3 separate regions of the Zea mays genome follow, and all the other regions are linked to region 3. Evidence: chromatin contacts called from public Hi-C data. All regions are on one chromosome and are shown on one strand. Each heading gives the region's core, a stretch centred on a gene start, on an enhancer-like site or on the middle of the called end of the contact. The rest is flanking DNA. Distances are from core to core; before and after follow the strand shown.

The links. Hi-C and Micro-C count contacts between places; a contact is called where the count stands out from the background.
Region 1: a contact with region 3 is called in a Hi-C map of ear, with 4 times the contacts expected there. The contact joins the promoter of LOC100282599 here to the promoter of LOC100280542 in region 3. A contact is called at or near these places in 2 of 25 Hi-C or Micro-C datasets (ear and tassel).
Region 2: a Hi-C map of ear shows a contact between it and region 3, with 5 times the contacts expected there. The contact joins the promoter of LOC100191159 here to the promoter of LOC100280542 in region 3. A contact is called at or near these places in 5 of 25 Hi-C or Micro-C datasets (ear, endosperm, leaf and 1 more).

What each region holds. Positions count from the first base shown.
Region 1 is chr3:216,966,345-216,971,268 of Zm-B73-REFERENCE-NAM-5.0, forward strand. It overlaps LOC100282599 (pterin-4-alpha-carbinolamine dehydratase), which reads right to left and starts at 2,738. Exons shown (of 7, transcript NM_001155507.3): 1 at 2,556-2,738; 2 at 2,383-2,444; 3 at 1,578-1,663; 4 at 772-857; 5 at 442-565. The coding sequence starts at 2,615.
Region 2 is chr3:216,903,180-216,907,791 of Zm-B73-REFERENCE-NAM-5.0, forward strand. It overlaps LOC100191159 (GBF-interacting protein 1), which reads left to right and starts at 2,745. Exons shown (of 10, transcript NM_001358427.1): 1 at 2,745-3,126. The coding sequence starts at 2,946.
Region 3 is chr3:217,342,928-217,347,658 of Zm-B73-REFERENCE-NAM-5.0, forward strand. It overlaps LOC100280542 (nifU-like N-terminal domain-containing protein), which reads left to right and starts at 3,413. Exons shown (of 3, transcript NM_001153461.2): 1 at 3,413-3,864. The coding sequence starts at 3,537. LOC100304279 reads left to right here and starts at 409. Exons shown (of 9, transcript NM_001165722.1): 1 at 409-752; 2 at 843-965; 3 at 1,076-1,177; 4 at 1,480-1,518; 5 at 1,606-1,704; 6 at 1,906-1,953; 7 at 2,173-2,268; 8 at 2,357-2,479; 9 at 2,580-2,884. The coding sequence starts at 489. The coding sequence ends at 2,696.

The DNA of each region.
Region 1 (4,924 bases), core at 1,488-3,987, 380 kb before region 3:
GTGAATAGAAAAACTTACGACCAGTTTTAGGCTGTTTTCACCAAAATATGAAACTTTCACAACATGCTATACATAATTGTCATGTGTAATTGTGCAACTAGAGTAAACACTGTCTGCAGTATATAGATGCAAAATAGCTTGGTTCTGACATCTTGTATTTATGAGGGAATAGCTATCTCATGAAATGTTTCAGTTTCCTTCATGAAAATTCTAGAATAATTCCCCAAATTTAACTGGATTAGGGTTCGTGGCTCTCATGTCCATTATGTTGTTCAGATAACAATCATAGGAGAACAGGCAGTTAGCGAACTCATTCTACAGATAAAACGGTTGGAATTGCAGTTTCTTGGATTGATTCTAATTTTTAGACAATAAAGATGAAAGAGTTGACTATTTGCCAAAGAAATAAAGACAACGGGTAATATGAAGAAAAAAAAGGACCTTCTTCCTCAGCAATAGCAGCAACAAGCTGAAAGAACTCAAGTCCTTTAACAAAGTTCTTCACCTTCCATGTTCTATGTAATTTCAGAACACCACCTTCAGTGATCAGTTCCCAACCATTCACCTGTTTTCAGGTATCAGCCAATGGAGTAGGAATTAGGATGATCTTAAGGGTTGATTTGGTGACAAGGGGATCCCGGGAGGATCGGAGGGGATTGAGGGGGAAATGAACTAATTTCTCCCTCAATCCCCTCCGATCCTCCCGGGATTCCGGGTCAACAAATCAACCCTAATCAAAATTTTCACTGCAAAAATATACATGATCAAGACCTGTTCAAGCAACTTTTTAGCAGAATCTTCTGACATGGGACCTAAATCCTTAGAGTTGCATGGAACACAGCTTTTCATTGCTAATTCTGAAATAACAAAAATGCATAGGATTATTTAAAGAGTGTAAGGCGGAGAAATACCAGTAAAGAGTTAAAAAAATTCTGGTCTTTAGAAGAATATGATCCTATTTTTTCTAAAATATTTTTTCTTATGAAGAATAAAATATAATGACTTCAGGAGTATAAAAGCTTTGCAGCATATGTAATCAATGCATCACTATTTGTTCACCATGGTCATAAGAAGGTACCCTAACTGTAACTTAGGAAGTACAATCATACTTGCACGTTTATGATGAGCTTGTTATAGTCTTGCCACTTTTACATTTCAAAAGAATTCATATGAGAAGGATTACTTCAAATCACTAAAAAGATAGATAACATGACAAAATATAGAATGGTGTGACTTTTCCATGTCTTACAACGTTGTCAGCGACAGATAAGATGCTTACATAACAACATTAAGGCCCTGTTTGGAACCTCTAGAGCTAATAGCTAGCTGTTAAAATTAGCTGTAGAGGTTCCAAACGCCCCCAGCTAATTGTTAGCTAACTCACAGCTAACAATTAGTTTATTAGCTAGCTTAGCCCAGCTAACAATTTGTTAACTTACTAACTATTAGCTCTAGGGTTTCAAACAAGGCCTAATACGTATAAAATTGATGAAAGCATTAATGCACTCAAATCTGGGTGAGATAAATTTCAGTCAGTAAGAGACAACTTTGAAGAAACCAATGTATATGAAGATGACCTTGACTCTCAGGGGAGCTATGGCACCCTCTTGCAGTCAAACTTTTATTTTTGTATTGCCTTGTAATGTCCATCTGATAGAAAGAGCTGCATAAATAGCGATGTTTGTATTCAGTGAACAGAATATAAAAAAATGCGCAGAGGATATGAAATAATACCATTTATCAGGGTGCTTGAAACAAAAGAGTCAAGGTGATTTGGTCATTCGGTGGATCATCATGACCCATGAGTTCAGAAAACGATAAGCAGAGCTTTACAAACATGGTTTGCTGGGTCCAATTTTACATTGTTTTCATATCTAGCCTTCCATATAACAGGCATGAAAAGGGTTTTTTTATTGAGTAAAAATGTTAGGGGGCAAGGTTGTGTCAAGTACCTCATCGCATTTCTTCAGTAGCATATCAAGCAGTGTAGAGTACTTAAAATACCAACCAAGTGTAACAACTCTTTGGTTCACTAAATAGATCGTTATAAACAAAAAGTACAAATGCCCAATTCCACATGAAACATCAATTCTTAATCGTTCCTTGAGTGGGCTCTTTCAATTCCTCGAAAGGCCATTCTTTCAAGTTAATAATCTGATTATAGAACAAAAACACTATGCTCCTGGGACACGAGCCAAATAGCATTGAACTAAATATAATAAAGTTTCATACACAAAATGGTTCCTGTGGTCCCAGTTGCTAGAATTAACAGCCTTCGCTGAAGTTCTTGCACCGGCCTAGCAATAGCCACTCGTAGGGCACGCAGCCGCACACAGCTACTGCGATGATGCTCAGAAAGCTGCAGGTAGAACGAGGATATACCGTACAGATCCAAGATGCGAAGCCTTCCAGCGGACGAGAGGCCAGCGAGAAGCTGCCTGTGCCTGCACAGCCATTAAAAAGAGAGGCGCATCAGCAGTGCACGGGAGGTGTTTGCTGATATATTTACACGGAGATCGGAGGAATCCTCTCATGCGCAGTTGCGCATGGCGCACCTGTGCTACGTAGGAGCGCGATAGGAGGAGACGCGCTCGCACCGTTGCGGTCCGGATCATCGGTAGCTCCTGGCCCCCGCGGGCCGGATCCGGAGAGGGAAAACGGAGAACGTTTTGCGTGGCGCCTGAGAAGAGAGACGAGAGGCACGGCAGAGATTTTTGCAATTTTGGACTCGACATCGGCCGGCTTCCGAGAATTGGCAACGGGAACCACGCAATTGCGTTTTTGAAATTATAATGGTGAGCTCTTTGGAAAAATGGCAATAGACTCTGCTAATCGTCATTAGCCTCTTTTTAGGTCTGGAAATGGATGTCTGGAAATCCGAATTATTTTATTTGTATTCGCTAAAACTGATAATATAGATATCTGTATCCGTATTCGATTTTAATATGAATGTCAAATGGATTTATAGTACTTTTCTCTATCCGATTTCATATTTGTATTCGAAAAAACCGTGAAACATCTGATACTATCCATATCTAGAAAAAAATATGTACCATGAAACCATTTAAAACTTAATTTTATCGCTAATTACTAATTAAAAACGATTTTAGGTTTAATAATATACTAGAAAAATGTTATATATCATTTAAAATATTAAAAATATCTATATAATAAATAAATAAATAAATAAATAAATAAATAAATAAATCAACCTTATATTTCTAGTGATATTCAAGAATAAAATTCAATAAGTTTCATAAACATTCAATTATAACTCTCAACTTTATCTATATAGTGAACACATCTCAACGAACTTCAATAAACATTCAACTATAACTCTCCACACTACCGGAATCGCGTTCTTTGTCGAGTGTCTAAAACACTCGGGAAAGGTTATTTTACACTCGGAAGAAAAACACTCGACAAATTAAGAATCGAAAAAAACAAAAAAAATAGCAAAACATTTTTTTATTAAATTATAGGAACCAACTCTCCAACCCTACCTATTATTTACCCCATTGCCCTATCATTTTTCACTATTATTTTGAATCAAAGTTATAATATATTTTATGAATAATGAGATTCAAACTCGCAACCTCTCTCTCGCGCATACCCTCCTATACCACTACACTACTACACCAATTATGTCTATATTACGTTTTCATTTCCCATGTACTATAACAAATCGAGTGTAATCTGATTATTTAAGACACTACTAGTCGGTTGCCCGTGCGTTGCGACGGCTTACAACAATATCCACGTAAGAGCATCTTCAAGAGAGGCTCTAAACATGGTCCTATTTTAAATATAGAGCTCAAAACCATAAAACATTCTTCTAACAGCGGCCCTATTTTATAAAATTTCATCAAATGGTTATAGGGCTCGGTATCTCGGGTCCTAAATATAGTACCCATATACTGGAGCCTGAGAGCACCTAGAGGGGGGGGTGAATAGGTGATCCTGTGAAACTTAAAACTTAAGCCACAAAACTTGGTTAATTGTTAGCACAATAATTGCCAAGTGGCTAGAGAGGAATCTCAACAAAACACAATAACCAACAAGATCAAACACAGAGATGGCACGGTGGTTATCCCGTGGTTCGGCCAAGACCAACGCTTGCCTACTCCACGTTGTGGCGTCCCAACGGACGAGGGTTGCAATCAACCCCTCTCAAGTGGTCCAAAGACCCACTTGAATACCACGGTGTTTTGCTTACTTTTTCTCAATCCCGTTTGCAAGGAATCTCCACAACTTGGAGCCTCTCGCCCTTACACTTGAAATTCACAAGAAGCACGGAGCAAGGGAGGGATTAGCAACGCACTCAAGACAGAAATCACAGCAACACCACGCACACAAGTCGCAACGAGAGCTCACAACACAACTCAATGAGTTCACCACTCAACTAGAGCTCTAATCGCTATCGCAAAGAATCAAAGGCGCGGAGTTGATGTCTTGGTGCTTAGGAATGCTTAGGAGATGCTTGTTGTACTCCTCCATGCGCCTAGGGGTCCCTTTTATAGCCCCAAGGCAGCTAGGAGCCGTTGAGAGCAATCTAGGAAGGCTGATCTTGTCTTCTGTCGACTGGCGCACCGGACAGTCCGGTGCACACCGGACAGTGTCCGGTGCCCGATTTCTTTCCTTAAATGACGAAGCCGACCGTTGCGGATTCGGGAGCCGTTGGCACACCGGACATGTCCGGTGCACACCGGACAGTCCGGTGCCCCCTTCTAGCCGTTGGCTTGGCCACGTGTCCCGCGCAGATCGCGCGGCCGACCGTTGGCCCGACCGACCGTTGGCTCACCGGACAGTCCGGTGCACACCGGACAGTCCGGTGAATTATAGCCGTACGTCGCCGGTGAATTCCCGAGAGCGGCCACTTCGCTCGAACCAGCCTGGCGCACCGGACACTGTCCGGTGCACCACC
Region 2 (4,612 bases), core at 1,495-3,994, 440 kb before region 3:
AATACAGAAATACAGAAATACAATTCACCAAACCCGCCATCTCACCTCGCTTCTTGTGTGGGCGCTCCCTATCAGAGTCGGTTGAAGAGTAATTGTTGCAACATGCAAACATGACAAAAGGCCTGCCACTACCAGATAAAGAACGATTTGGTCGATGTGCTCCAGTTAAAACTCCGTGCTGCCACAAATCCTACTTGATTCTGAAATCTGCAGGTGTGATCGGCAGGCTTTAGAGAAGAAGCTTCAGAAAAAAAACAAGTACCCTTTCCCACCTGCACAAGATATATGAGGACGGACCTGTATCGTTATATGAGGTTGATATCATATAACGATTCCATTGCACAAGAACCCTTTCCCACCTGCAAAGACGTGGAGTTTAAGTATTATTAGGATATTTTTTGACTCGACAAAAAACAATGTGCAAATGCAAGACTTGAATTTGTTAAGAAGCAAAACCTTTTGTTATGAAGTTGCAATGCTTGAATGAAGGTGGTCCTTTGTATTGTGCACTGAACTAAGGCACATCTTTGCAGGCATGACAAGCACCCTACAGAATGGGGCCATTGCACATTAGCATAATTCCACATTGCACACAAATTGGTGAAATTAAGAATAATAGAGCCCTTGTTCTCATCCAATCTGCTTTGGTGCTTCCTATCTCCCCCCAATAACTTCCTATCAGGTTGACACAATTTGGAATTCAATCTACACGATCATCTTTAACCACCGGGCAACCATTTCTAGACACCCAGGGTCACCTAGCGACCTTGATCAATGCAGGAGAAGAGAAGAGGGGTGAAGCCATGACGACAAATTACCTATCGAGGAAGAGGGCCACCTTGAGGGCATAGCAGAGGCTGGACTCCTGGTGCAAAACTAAGCTTTAAGACACATTAACAATACCATAATGAAAGGTTCTTATGAATATAGTAAGCTAAAATGTAAAATCACACATCCCTGAACATAAAATGCAAGATCCTACAGGGACAGACAAAAATAACGAACCTCTGTCTTATACAATGACTCAAAACTCCCAGACAGTGCAACAACCATTATCAGCACTTCAGGTCGATCAGCAAATGCAGTTTGCAGATTACAAATTACCTGCAAGTAAACACAAAGGCAACATAATCTCAGTGAGGCCCGCGCAGGAGCCGCAGTGCTTGCCGGGGCAGTCTTCGTGACTTCCCCAGTAAAGGTACCTCCGGTTGCTGTCCCTATTATCGTCGTCCCGGGTCCGAAACCCCAGGAAGGACAATGTATCCGTCAAGGTCAGTGTGTCGGTGAAGGACAAGATGAATAGGACGGAGAGAGTCGTCGCAACAGCAATAGCGGCCAGGATGGCCTGCTTCAAGGGCGGGCGGGGCGAGGATTCGGGGAATACAGCGCACATCGACTGTCTCGGCGAGGGCACAAACGTGGAGAATACAACACAAAGGAAGTACTCTACCCACATCGCCATGAACTTGGCCCAGGCTGTCGAGCGTGACTCTAGCGAGTTCGTGCAGGGAACCACGAGGCGCTCCTTGCCGACACAGCTGACCTTGCCAGTCGCCTCTACCCGCCCTGCCATCCCTAGAACGGCGGCGGCGGCGACACCCACATGCCCTTCCTGTCCGCGCAAGATCCGAAGACTGGGTGTGGGGGGAAGAAGTAGCGGTGGTCGAAGACCTGCGCTGAGGCGTGTGGGCGAGGATGGCATGGAGGGGGACGCCGAGGCAGGGGCGAGGGCGAGGGTAGGCTGGGCGCCATCAATGGTAGTCAACACCGAGCTTGGAAGGGGCACAGGGATGGGTGCGGTGCACGCGGGGAGAGGATGGGGGCACGTTACTGCTGCAATCGCGGTCGGTGGAAGGCGGGGGCACGCAGGGGCGTTCATGTGGACGGGGCGGGGCGTGGGGCATGGGCCGTTCCCTCGCATCGCACCGTAGGGATCTGAGGCGGAGGCGGAGGCGAATGCGGATCTGGCGCCGATGAAAGGGGCTATGGAGGCGGGGCATGGGCGCGCACGCAATGATGGCCTGCGGGGATGGCGAGCGGCGCGCCGACGGCGAGATTGGCGGGGGATGGGGGCGAGGACGGAGCATGTGGGCCGCGGACGAGAGGGCGCAGACGCCGAGATTGGCGGGGGATGGGAGGTGAGGGCGGATCAGCGGTGATGGTGGGGAGCAGAAGAGAGGAGGGTCCGCGGCGCGATATGGCAACCGTGTGCCAACATGACTGTGGACGTCTACGTTAGGGTCTTAAGGAGTAGTAGGGTATGGGTCTTTGTCGGCGTGTGCCGTATCTAGTCCGGCGGCTGGCCCACATGTATAGGTAATATATACATCGCCGCGCTGGTCGGACACTGTATTACACGTAGGGTCAAGGAGTAATTTCCCCACGTGGTAAAGCCTCGAGGTAGAACTTGTTTGCGTTGCGAGAGTGCACCGCTCCGCTGAGGCAATCCACTGCATGTTACACCTACGTGACGCAGACGTACCCACTGAAGCACGGTGACCACGTATGGGCCCGAGAAGAGTGGGCCTGATATGTCAGCGTGGGCGTGTGAACTCAGTCGATCAACGTGCCAGCGACAAGTGTACACGGGGTGGATAGGGAGGAAGAGAGTGGGGGTTGCGCGGACAAATTTGAGAAATTATTTTTAATCCATCTCTTCTCGGCCGCAGCCCACATATAAAGCAAGGCGAGGGCGAGGTAGGGAGGATCTTGGAATTTGGCCGCCGTCTGCGTTGCTTGGGTGGGGAAGGAGCAGGCGGCCAGGCGCAGAGCCGCAAAAGCAGACGCGAAAAAGCCCAGGCCCGAGCCGAAGCGGGGAGGCGACACCGCTGCACCTGCACTACCGCTCGCACGGTCAGCGATTTGCCGCCTCGCGGGAGCCAGCTTTGGCGTCGGCGTCGGCGTCATCGTCGGCGGGGAGTTCCCGGAGAGGGATTCCGGTGAGGATGAGCAGCGGCGGCGGTGGAGGGGGAGCCAGGGGACCGTCGGGGCCCGTGCCGGCGTCCGCGAGGAAGCTCGTGCAGGGGCTCAAGGAGATCGTGAACCGCCCCGACGCGGAGATCTACGCAGCGCTGCGGGAGTGCAACATGGACCCGGACGAGGCGGTCAGCCGCCTCCTCTCCCAAGGTCCCATCTCTTGTCACTCCCCTTTTCCTCACCGTTTCGTGTGCAGGCTCGGTCGTTAATGCATGATGTTTTCGTGTCTAACTGGATTGGATGAGTGCGCGTGAGTGCGCGCTGAGAAGTTGTCTATAGCGTCGGGTCTACTTGGAGATTTGTGGCGATTTGCTATTGCTCAGCCAGTATTCTGGGGCGACTGTGGTTCACGCTAGGCCGGTAGCGGCAGCCTGACAGTGGCGGACTGACTGGAATCCCCATTTCGGATTCGATTGATTTTGCGAATATTTCGTTTAGGCCATTGGTTTGGATGTTTTTAGAATTGTTTGCAGTGTGAAATTCAGTACTTTTCTCAGTGCTTGTTACTTATGATTCTCAGTTCATTTGTGAGTTTTGTGACTCAGTAATTGCAGAAAATGAAACTAGGTAATTTTTTTACCATTTTGGCGGGTTACTGTTAAGCTTCCGAAACTGTAAGAAGGAGCATATGTTTGTTTTTATTAATGAACTCAAATGAACTGGATCAGTTTCTTCCTGTTATTGCCATCACACTATGTTCCCTTTTGTGTTCACAATGTTTGATGGCTTAAACTGTTTAGAGCTGCAGTAACTATGGATCTGTCAGACTTAGATGTTTGCATAAGGAAATAGGATAGTTTTTTTTTTCTATTGCGTGTTTAGGCATTGTAGAATGGATTGGATTAGCTGAAGGATGACAAAACACATGAACATTTGGGAGATGCAAAGAAAATGGCTCAACTGGTGAGAAGGCAAGGAAAGGTGAAGCTATTGGGTGAATGCAACAGAGGCTCTAAGAGCTCTGGTTGTTTGGGTCTTAAGTTTTGTCAAACAACAACAAAGCCTTTCTGGTCCGAACAAAGGTGGGTTGGCTAAAATGAGAAGATAAACCGGACTGACATGTCTAAACTTAGCTTATAGTCAGATACAAAGGATATTAGTCCTCTATGTTATGTTTGAACTTTACAGTCTGATTTCTTATCTCAGGTAGAATTTGGATGATCGTCAACATCTGTCTTCTCAGGCTAATAGTATGATATAGATTCAATTAAGATGATCGTGTTGTCTTTATACACAAGCTTAATTTGTCAGATACCCCCGCCCCATTTATGATTATTAAATTATTATCATGCATGGACCTGGATTGCTTTTTAGGTTTGGTTTCTTGTTTTTGTGTTTGGTACTGAAAGAACACCTTGGTGATTATGGTCTCAGATTCCATGTTGAGTTATATTATTTTGTGGTTCATGAAGGTAATGCTCTGTATTGGCATCTGCTGCCACTTTTGTTGTCAGAACCACCTTGAATTTGCAATTTGCAGTTTTATGAGATCCAATGAAAATTATGAGAGATGGTTAGCTGGAATATTATCTTAATTAATGTTTGAGTATTGCATGAATCTTTGTTATTTGGTCATTGACTGCCGAATGCTTTATTTTCATGCAAGACTATGGGTTTCATGAACCTCGGGGATGCC
Region 3 (4,731 bases), core at 2,163-4,662:
TTTGTACCATGATGGATAGTGAATGCGGATATAGGACAATTTTTTCTTTGGTGGGTGTGTATGTAGGTGTATATAGCTTTGGTACTTTACCCGTCGCCATCCTAGTTCGTTGTGATGCAAGAACAGCATATCCTGCATTCCTGCATTACATGAGGCTCTGAGCTGTGGTGATTTAAAATGGTCTACGGGCCACATTGTAATCTCTGTCTGGCCCAATTTAAAGATCTACGGTCCGCACTTGCAAGCCTCCGAGCCGGCCCATAAACACGCAAGGCTTATCAGTATCGCCTAGCGGGGCCCTCTTCCTATCAAAACCTCATCCAAATTCCAAAGACCAAACAGAGAGGGAGGGAGATAGAGCCCCACAATACCGAACCGAAATACCCAGCCAACAGCCACAACCCACGCGCCACGCGCCCACGCCCACTGGCCACCGCCCCACCCCCACCCGTGCCCGTCCCGTGCTAGCTTAGCTCTCGGCTCTCGCCATGGACGCTGCGGAGAGGAGGCTGGCTCGCGTCGCTGCCCACCTCGTTCCGTCCTTCCCGGTCCCACACGCCACCGGGCCTCCCCTCGCGCCTTCTCCCGCGGCAGCGTCCTCGTCGTCGTCCTCGCCGGCGGGGGACAGCTACAGGCGCGTGCACGGCGACGTGCCGTCGGAGCCACCGGAGTGGCGCACCGCCACAGACGAGTCAGGGAAGGAGTTCGTCGACATCATCTACGAGAAGGCCGTCGGAGAGGGCATCGCCAAGGTGAGGCTTCTTTCTTCGGTCGATCCTCGTGAAGCTTTGGATCATTGTTCTTGCGTCTCGTGTTTTTATCAACGCGTATTGCTGCCGCAGATCACCATTAACCGGCCTGACAGAAGGAACGCCTTCCGTCCGCTGACCGTGAAGGAACTAATGCGCGCGTTCAACGATGCCAGAGATGATAGTTCGATTGGAGTCATCATTCTTACAGGGAAGGTACGGATGCTTTTAGAGAAGAAACAACAAAAATAACACTAAGAATTTGGGTGTCTATGGGAGTCGGGTTAGCTTTGGTGTGTAAGCTTTCGATGTTTTTGGTTGACCAGGGAACCAAGGCGTTCTGCAGCGGCGGTGACCAGGCGTTAAGAGATTCTGATGGATATGTGGACTTCGATAGCTTTGGCCGCCTCAATGTCTTAGATCTCCAGGTCAGATGTGTTTCTATCTCCGATCTGTTTATTCTCTCCACTTTCAGATGGTTTCTTTAGTGAGGTTTGAACTGACTTACATTGTTCAGAACATGATGGTGACGTATAATTTTGACTAGAATTCCTGTCTACTGATATTTTTTTAATATTTTCTGATATACCACTTAGTAAATTTGCAGGAGCAGATTTTCCTTGCCGTTGGCACTTCTAGTCTGTGTAAAAAAACTAAAAATGATTAACCTTTAAGGCATTAGTGGTTATCTTTGTACTGAGAACATCGGACGGACCATTTTTTCCTTCAGGTGCAGATTCGCCGTCTTCCAAAGCCTGTCATTGCTATGGTATGATCATAAGTTCATAACTATACTTCGCCTTTTTGCTATCTCCTTCGCCATCATATGGATTGATTTTGTGATGTTTACTATCAGGTTGCTGGTTATGCTGTTGGTGGTGGACATGTTTTGCACATGGTGTGTGATATAACAATTGCAGCAGAGAACGCGATATTTGGGCAGACAGGGCCCAAGGTGATATTTTTGCTCTATTCTGTATCTTGTGATTACCGAGGATGCAGATAATACCAATAAAGTGAAACATCGTATTTTACATAATCAGTTCATAGCAGGGTTACCTTTTCTGTGTTCATTAATCAATCCCTTATTGTCTTTTCGCTAAAACTATATACTTGCAGTGTATTTTAACATCCCAATCTGTAACTCCTATCACAGGTTGGAAGCTTTGATGCTGGTTATGGATCTTCGATAATGTCCCGGTTGGTGAGTTATCATACTATCAATCTAGTGAGGTAGTAGAAAATGTCGCATTATTCCTCACACACTTTGAAAAGAAACACCTTCAATACTCAAAAGTTTTTATTCTTAATAACACATTCTTAAAAGTTGACTTGTACGCTATTCCATTTCATATTATCGACATGCTCGTGATACATAAACAGCATGCTGTTGTTGCTCCAATTATATATTTCTCATGGACAGGTTGGACCCAAGAGAGCCCGTGAAATGTGGTTTCTGTCACGGTTCTACACAGCTGACGAAGCTGACAAAATGGGACTCGTGAACACCGTAGTACCGGTAAGCGCTGAATCCAGGGTCAATTACTAAAAACCAAACTGTTTCAGTCATGCCGATCCACTGACAAGTACACGCTTCTGTACACTAGCTTGCTGAACTGGAGCAGGAAACTGTCAAATGGTGCCGTCAGATCTTAAGAAACAGCCCCATGGCTATTCGCGTGCTGAAATCTGCACTCAACGCGGCAGATGATGGCCATGCAGGCCTTCAGGTAAAGCCTGCCAAAATGCTAACCCTTCCCTTGGAAGTTGGAACTGCTGCTGGTGAGCTTCTATCTGCATGTTGCATTACTGATGGCGCTTCTGCTCTAGGAGCTTGGCGGGAATGCCACGCTAATATTCTACGGCACGGAGGAGGCAAAGGAAGGGAAGAACGCGTACATGGAGAGACGACGCCCAGATTTCTCCAAGTTCCCACGCAAACCTTGAGTTTCAGCTCTTTGCTGAACTGGCCAATTATTTTACTGATCCCCCCACCCCACCCAACTTGGATCATTATGCTTACTCTACATTGAGGAGACGGACGATAATCATTTTCACTCCAATCAATTTTCATATATACACGATAAATGTATTTTGCATGAAAATTCAGATCAATGAAAAGTAAATCTTGATGTATTTGATTCACCTTTGCCTTCACTGGCCGGGCAGGAGGGAGATCCTTAATAATTATATATGCGCTTCAACATTCGTGCTTCTTACGAGTAGCGCGGAGAAACTTTTCATGGTTTTCTTCCTCATTCTAGGCAGAAAGCTGGCTTTACTTGAGTTTCGCTTGCTGATTTACACACGTATTCTATGGCACAGAGGAGAAAATTTCATAGTTTTCTTCCTTATTTTATTGTTTTGATTTTTAATTCCATTTCCTTGCCTATGGCCCACCCGTCGAAAGAAAGGATTTGCGGTGGGCCGTGACGCAACTGCTGACGAGGCCCAAATTTGACAAAGGAAGCCCGGTTATTCTGACGCTTTGCCCTTTCCCTTTCTCTGCTCCGGCCTCCGAGCACCTAGAGTCGCGTCCCCAATCTGCACAGCGGCGGGATCCCCTACAGGCCGCAGCAGCACACCGCACAATGGTTCGGTCCACAAATACCGCGCCACGTGCACATCTCAGCCAGCCCTACCGCACAGGATCCCGTCTCCTCACCGCCGCACAACAAATAGAACCACGCCCACAATTCTGTGAACAACGCAGAGAAAAGAAAACCGCTCCAATCCGGAAGCTGAAAATAGCAGAAGAATCCAGAGGCGACTCCAGGTTTGTCGGCGATGCTGCGAGCGGGAGGCAGGCGGCTCCTCGCCCCGGGGCTCCGTCGGCTCGGCCTGGGCACAGGCGCCTCCGGCGAGGCGGGTCCTGCCGCGGCGGCGGCGGGGGTGAGGGCGTACCACGAGCGGGTGGTGGACCACTACAACAACCCGCGGAACGTAGGTTCCTTCGACAAGGACGACCCCAACGTCGGCACTGGGTTGGTCGGCGCGCCAGCCTGCGGCGACGTCATGAAGCTGCAGATCCGCGTCGACGAGAACTCCGGCAAGATCGTCGACGCCTGCTTCAAGACTTTTGGCTGCGGCTCCGCCATAGCGTCCTCGTCCGTCGGTGAGCCTCCTCAGCCCTAGCACCACGTCTGGAGTTCCTCTCGCCTCCTCCTAGGTGGTTCGGGTGTAGCGTATAGTGTAGTCTCAGTCCTCCTTTTTTCTATGAATTGAGTTACATCACTAATTGGTTATCTAGTTATCCCGATGCCTTTATTCCAATTGTGGAGACCTTTTGCAGATAAAGATGAATTGTAACCTCTGAATTGAGTCACATCACTAATTGGTTATCTAGTCATCCTGATGCCTTTATTTCGATTGTGGAGGTCATTTGTAGAGAAAGATGAATTGCAGCTAGCTTAGTATTGTGTTTCTTATATGTGCCATTTTTTCGGGGACTATGTGAGGTACAGTTTGTAAGTAATCAATTTGATTTGTGATGGTACAGATATATCGACTGTACTGCTAAATTTCATCTGTATTGCTGTTTCGTTTCAATTTGCCTAATTTTGGTGCTTTAGACCTAAACTGGCTAGTTGTGTTGAATTTTAGACATATGCGATGCAATCATTTTATTTTTGGTGCTTTGGACCTACTCCCACCCTTCCAATTATAAGAAATTTTGACTTTTCTAACTATGTAGGTTTTACTATGCGCTTACATATATCTAGATCTATAGTAAAAGCAATGTAACTAGAAAATAATTGACTAGTTGTGTTCAATTTTAGACATGTGTGATGCGACCATTTTAGCTACAGATAAGTTTTATGACAAAGAAGTTCCATATGACTTGCATACTCATCATATGGTTAATGCTGAAATATTTTTTATATCAGATCTGCTAGTTTAGAGCTAATAAATGTGTATGCTGAGTGTTTTGTTATGATTCTGGTTCTTGCATGATTTTCTGGATTGTAGTTGTCCAAAAGGG